Regions from separate parts of the Ovis aries genome. Here region 1 is linked to region 2. A link is a contact called in public Hi-C data. All regions are on one chromosome and are shown on one strand. Each heading gives the region's core, a stretch centred on a gene start, on an enhancer-like site or on the middle of the called end of the contact. The rest is flanking DNA. Distances are from core to core; before and after follow the strand shown. Region 1 holds the start of KCNF1 (potassium voltage-gated channel modifier subfamily F member 1). Region 2 has its middle 16 kb from the start of PDIA6.

Evidence for each region. Hi-C and Micro-C count contacts between places; a contact is called where the count stands out from the background.
Region 1: a Hi-C map of hypothalamus shows a contact between it and region 2, with 2.9 times the contacts expected there. The contact joins the promoter of KCNF1 here to the enhancer-like site in region 2. A contact is called at or near these places in 4 of 16 Hi-C or Micro-C datasets (blood, hypothalamus and tail adipose tissue).

The regions. Positions count from the first base shown.
Region 1 is chr3:20,019,513-20,022,597 of ARS-UI_Ramb_v3.0, forward strand. It overlaps KCNF1 (potassium voltage-gated channel modifier subfamily F member 1), which reads left to right and starts at 1,454. Exons shown (of 1, transcript XM_015094222.3): 1 at 1,454-3,085. The coding sequence starts at 1,966.
Region 2 is chr3:19,957,368-19,960,614 of ARS-UI_Ramb_v3.0, forward strand. It overlaps the pseudogene LOC132659512. Among named protein-coding and RNA genes, the nearest start is that of PDIA6, 16 kb to the left of the region's middle. Within about 2 kb of position 1,949, at least 7 of the 54 cell types and tissues checked have an H3K27ac peak or open chromatin away from gene starts, as enhancers often do. A contact at or near this core is called in hypothalamus, where this site is marked.

The DNA of each region.
Region 1 (3,085 bases), core at 204-2,703, 62 kb after region 2:
CCCCTTCTGGCTGAGCACTTCAGGCAGGTTACGTGACATCCTGCATCCTCAGAGGGATGCTATGGGGATGCAAACACTTGGCTCATGGTGCATTTATAATAACTGTTATTTTTATTCAACCTTTCTGAATCTCAGTTTCTTATTCTGTAGTAACACATCATAGGTTGATTTTAAATGGAAACAAAATTAAATCTGTAAAAAGAAGTTTCACCAAACTATCTTCATGTGATGTATTTTAACATATTCAGTTTTACATGATCTCATTAAAGAAAAAAAAAAACAAAAACCAGTAACTGTCAGTGACCCAGCCTACAGAATATATTTTTAATAGATTTTTAAAGAGCAGTTTTAGGTGCATTGCAAAAGTAAATACAAGACAGAGATTTCCCACATACTCCCTGCCTCCTCATTCCTTCAGCCTCTCCCACCAGAGGTGCATCTGTTACAATCAATGATACAACACTGTCACGTCTTTATCATGCAAAGTCCATAGTTTACACTGATGTCCACTCTTGGTGTGGCACACTCCACAGTTTAAACAAACATAGGATGATATGTACGCAGTGCTAGAGCGTTATACAGAGTAGTTTCACTGCCCTAAAAATTCCGTGCTCTGCCCCCTCATCCCTCTCTTTACAATGTTTTTGTTAACGCAGTCCCCGGTTCACAGGTGATGCTTGATAATTTGCAAGGTAGATGCTGCTGCCGCTGGAATGGTGCAGGCAGAGGCTGCAGGTCTGGAAGAGAGGGGAGAGTGTGGGACGTTTCGTGGGAGGGACACGCAGGCCTGGGCGACAGAGGATGGGGATGGGGAGGTGGGAGTCTGGGGGTTCAAGGCTCTGGAGGTTGGTGGTGATGTTGGATTGCAGAGAAATGGAAAATGGTGGACAGCGAGGACTTCGAGGCAGACTTTCAGTCCGCTAAGGAGCTTGTGTCAGTCAGCCAGGACAGCAGGAATCTCTGAGGAAGAGGCGCCCACCCTGGGATCCATTCCCATTTCACTGTGTGACCTTCTCTCCTCCGCGGGGCTGGACTGGTTGTAGCCGTTACACAGGTCGAAAGTGACGCCCTAGGGGGAGCGAGGGAAGCATCCCGGGACCAGGCGGGGCCGGCGGCCGGGACGCGCGGGCGGGCGTCTGAAGGGCTTTCTTGGGCACGGTTTGCGGGCCGAGCAACAGGCAGCTGTGTTCTCTCACTATCGATCTTCTGGATGCAGAGAGAGAGAAACTTTTCAGCCAGCGCCGGTCGGTCGCTTTCAAGCCGGAGGTCCCGGGCCCCGTGTGACCCGCGGCGCCAGGAAGGGAGGACAGGCGCGCGGCGGTGGCGGCGGGCGCTCAGCTGTGCCCGTCTGCCCAAGGGTTAACCCGTTCCCCTGCCGCTGCCGCGCGTGCCTTGCAGAATTTCACCAGAAGAGGGTACAGTCTGAAAAGCTCTTGACGTCAGGCTGGAATTCCTATTGTGTTTAGAAACGGCTTGGGCAAAGCAAGCCCAAGTTCTCTCTCCGCACACCTCGGCGGGCGGTGTGGGTCCGGCAGCGACGGGACCCGTCTCGCGCCGGCGGCGCACGCGGGGACCCGCGCGCCCGGCGACCCAGGACCCTGCCTGACGCCCACGAGGGGGGACCCCACTCCTGCAAGAGGCCGAGCCGAAACGGCGGATCGCCGCACCCGGGAGCCGGGGTGAGTGCTCGGGGCAAGGCAGGTGGCCGCGAGAACCGCACCCCCCACACACACCGCCCTGCACCGCCGGCGCGCCCCCAGCGCCCGGATGCCCGCCGGGACCCCCGCCGCCGGGTGCATGCCTCCCCCGCGGCGCGCCCCAGCCCGCAGCCGCCGGTTGTGACCGCGCTTCCAGGCAGGCGGGAGCCGGCCAGGCTTCCCCTGGGTCCGCGCACCGGTGGGACCCGCCGACCCTGCGGCGGCTGCAGGGCGCGGAGCCGAGGCCGCGCGGGCACACGCCAGGAGAATGGACGGGACCGGGGAGCGCAGCCTCCCGGAGCCGGGTAGCCAGGACTCCCGGGCGGGCGACGACATCGAGATCGTGGTCAACGTGGGGGGCGTGCGGCAGGTGCTGTACGGAGACCTCCTGAGCCGGTACCCCGAGACCCGGCTGGCCGAGCTCATCCACTGCTTGGCCGGAGGCTACGACACCATCTTCTCCCTGTGCGACGACTACGACCCCGGGAAGCGCGAGTTCTACTTCGACAGGGACCCGGACGCCTTCAAGTGTGTCATTGAGGTCTACTACTTCGGGGAGGTGCACATGAAGAAGGGCATCTGTCCCATCTGCTTCAAGAACGAGATGGACTTCTGGAAGGTGGACCTCAAGTTCCTAGACGACTGCTGCAAGAGCCACCTGAGCGAGAAGCGTGAGGAGCTGGAGGAGATCGCGCGCCGCGTGCAGCTCATCCTGGACGACCTGGGCGTGGACACGGCCGAGGGCCGCTGGCGCCGCTGCCAGAAGTGCGTCTGGAAGTTCCTGGAGAAGCCCGAGTCCTCGTGTCCGGCGCGCGTGGTGGCCGTGCTGTCCTTCCTGCTCATCCTCGTCTCGTCGGTGGTCATGTGCATGGGCACCATACCAGAGCTGCAGGTCCTGGACGCCGAGGGCAACCGCGTGGAGCACCCGACGCTGGAGAACGTGGAGACGGCGTGCATCGGCTGGTTCACGCTGGAGTACCTGCTGCGCCTCTTCTCTTCGCCCAACAAGCTGCACTTCGCCCTGTCCTTCATGAACATCGTGGACGTGCTGGCCATCCTCCCGTTCTACGTGAGCCTCACGCTCACACACCTGGGCGCCCGCATGATGGAACTGGCCAACGTGCAGCAGGCGGTGCAGGCCCTGCGGATCATGCGCATCGCCCGGATCTTCAAGCTGGCGCGCCACTCCTCCGGGCTGCAGACCCTCACCTACGCCCTCAAGCGCAGCTTCAAGGAACTGGGGCTGCTGCTCATGTACCTGGCCGTGGGCATCTTCGTCTTCTCTGCCCTGGGCTACACCATGGAGCAGAGCCACCCAGAGACCCTGTTTAAGAGCATCCCCCAGTCCTTCTGGTGGGCCATCATCACCATGACCACGGTGGGCTACG
Region 2 (3,247 bases), core at 699-3,198:
GAACCCTTGGAAGATTCACCTCCTGACTTCTGCCAAGTAAGCGGTGACTGCAGTCTGCTGGGGACTTTCCTGAGCCCCTTCTCAGATGTTTCCCAAATGCTCATGTCCTTGGCACAGACCCATCTTCCTCCCAGTACATGAGTTTGGAGCTGCTGCAGGGTAGGGCAGGGACTCGGGACCACGAGCATCCCCTGGGCAAAGTGCCCATGCATAGCTGGCTCTCCATGATTAGAAGTAGATAAAGAAATCGAGGCTGGAAAGGTTAAACCATGTCCTCAGGGTAGTGAAATTTGCTTAGTTGTGTCCAGCCCTTTGGACCCCACGGACTGTAACCCACCAGGCTCCTCTGTCCATAGAGTTCTCCAGGCAAGAATACTGGAGTGGGTTGCCATTCCCTTCTCCAGGGGATCTTCCTAACCCAGAGATTGAACTTGGGTCTCCTGCATTGCAAACAGATTCTTTACCATCTGAGCCACCAGAGAATCTTCAGGGCTAGAAGCTACAAAGTGTCTGGGAGTGGAACTCTGGGTACCAGAATCCTGGAGTAGGGCAGAGAATGGTTATCAGAAGCCTTGGGCGCTTGTAGAGAATTCTCCTTTCTCCCAGCCCTCACCAGTGCTTCTCTGTATTCCACTTATCTTTTGATGATGCTGTATAGACACGAAATTCTAAAATTAATTCCTCTTCCCTCTCCCAACCCCCAAACTTCTGAAGAAGATTTAAGCCCAGTATTATGAATCTTCTCAATATTGTTATGAAAGCCCAAGAGCTTGTACAGTAAGCAAAAGGCAGGTCTGAAGAAAAATCTGCAATGCATTTTTATCTTTTTTTCTGGCAGCAGCAGCTGCGAGATCTCAAAAGGAGGCAGCAATTCCATTTCCATTCGGGCTCCATTTCTGAGCAGAGATTAAAAACGTAGAAATCTTGAGCTGGATCAAGGGGAAGCTGTTTCTACGTGGGCTGCAGATGCTGCCTGCAGCAGTGTGCTTTGAGAGGAAACAACTCTCAGTGGAAACAGAACATTCTGGAACCTTCTAGATTTGTGTTCTTCCTGCTCAAAGTCTCTGCTGTTTCCTGGGGGACCTGGGCACAGCTCTCCACCCCTGGCAAGTAACAGCCTGGGGTACTGCCCTGGGCACACACTGGCCCCTACAGAATGGGGCTCTGAGGGGTTGGGTCTCATTGAGCCTGAACCGCCCAGGTGCTCAGTGACCACGTGTTGATGGGATGAAGGACTGGGGCTCTGTGGCCTCAGGGAGTCTGCTGGGTCCTTCTGTTATAAACACAGAGAGGTGGGCACTTCCTTTCCCTTGGACACTGAGCACCCGGGGCCACAGCGGCCACTCGGAAAACGTTTGTTGAGTGAGTGAATTTTAGAGTGTGTGTTTATGAAACGGCTTCTCTGGTGGCTCAGCTGGTAAAGAATCTGCCTGCAGTGCAGGACACCTGGGTTTGATCCCTGGGTTGAGAAGATCCCCTGGAGAAGGGAAAGGCTTCTCACGCCAGTGTTCTGGCCTGGGGAATTCCATGAACTGTATAGTCTATGGAGTCGCAAAGAGTCAGACACAACTGAGCAACTTTATTTTATTTTTATGAAATTAGTTATACTTCTGTGTTTACTGGGGCTTCCCTGGTGGCTCAGACAGTACAGAATCTGCCTGCAAAGTGGGAGACCCATGTTTCATGCCTGGGTTGGGAAGATCCCCTGGAGAAGGAAATGGCAACCCTCTCAAGTATTCTTGCCTGGAGAATGCCGTGGACAGAGGAGCCTGGTGGGCTACAGTCAGTCAGGTCTCAAAGACTCAGACACAACTTAGGGACTCACGCTTTTGCTGTCACTTTTGTGTTTACTGAGCACGTGTGCTGGGCCAGTGGCCATCTCACACTGTACCTGGATTATGTCCTGCAGGCCTCCCAACCAGTCTGTGAACTAAACATCATCTTGCCTTTAGACGTGAGGTGGCAGCAGAGGTTCAGGGTCACAGGGCGGGACGGTGAGGGCGGCACACCCGAGCCCGTCAGTCTCCAGAGCCTGGGTTCCTGACCTCCCAGGACTGCAGGGAATCCACATGATTCCAAGTGCCCACCATCGCTGTCTGGGCTCCATCCCTGGGGCTGTTTCTTGCAGCCCTGTGCCCTCGGCTCTCTGAATGCCCCAGCCTCAGGCCGGATGCCGGCAGCGGGAGGGGAGCCGGAGGCTGGTATCGTCCAGCAGGTGGCACTGCGGACGCGCTGGGGTCTGCACCGGGGGCCTCGGAGGCCAGGAGGCCGGCGGGGGAGCCCAAGGTAGGACCCTCAGTGCATTTGAATTCCTTTCTGTGTGACTCGAAATCGAGCTAATGTTTTCATGAACCAAACATTTTGCTTTGGACTAAACAAAATTTGACTCAGATCCATGAGGACATGGACTTCCCTGTAGCTCATACAGTAAAGAATCTTCCTGCAGTGCAGGAGACTGGGGTTCCATCCCTGGGTTGGGAAGATCCCCTGGAGAAGGGAATGGCAATCCACTCCAGTATTCTTGCCTGGGAAATCCCATGGACAGAGAAGCCTGGGAGGCTACAGTTCGTGGGGTCACAAAGAGTCAGGCTCGACTGAGCGACTAACACTCCACTTCACTTCACGAGGGCATTGGTGCAGAGCCTGAGTGTCGCCTTTTGTGGGGACCGCAGTCTCAGCCCTCAAGTCCAGTAAGGGCTTCAGCCACGCCTGCAAACTGTAAAGTGCGGTTCCAGCCGGAAATGATCCTGTGAACCCAGGTGAGGGAAGTGTGTTACTTGATCCTTGGCCTGTTCCCCGCCCCCCATCCCCCCAACCCCCTCACCTCCACCCCTGCTCCACCCCCCCAACCCCCCGCAGCCCCACCGTTTTCTGTGAGACAGAACTGATTGGAGTTTTGCATGAGGAGACGGTGGCCTTGTCAGTATGGACCATGACGACAGTAGCTGAAACAAACTCTGGCTTCCTGCGTTACCTGGCCTTGGTCTCACAATAAGCCAGGGCAACATCAGGAAGCTGCATTTGAAATCTGGGCTTTGGACAGATGACTTTCCAGCTTATCAGCAACACTTGCTCAGAGGCCAGCCCTGCCATCCCGCACATTTGGGACCTGAGAACAGGAACTCACAAGCAGATTGAATTGTGTCCCCCACCCCCAATTCATACACTGAAGTCCTAATCCCCAGCACCTCAGAATGTGACTTTGTTAAGAAACAGAGTCGTTGTAGATGTAATTATCACCTAAATC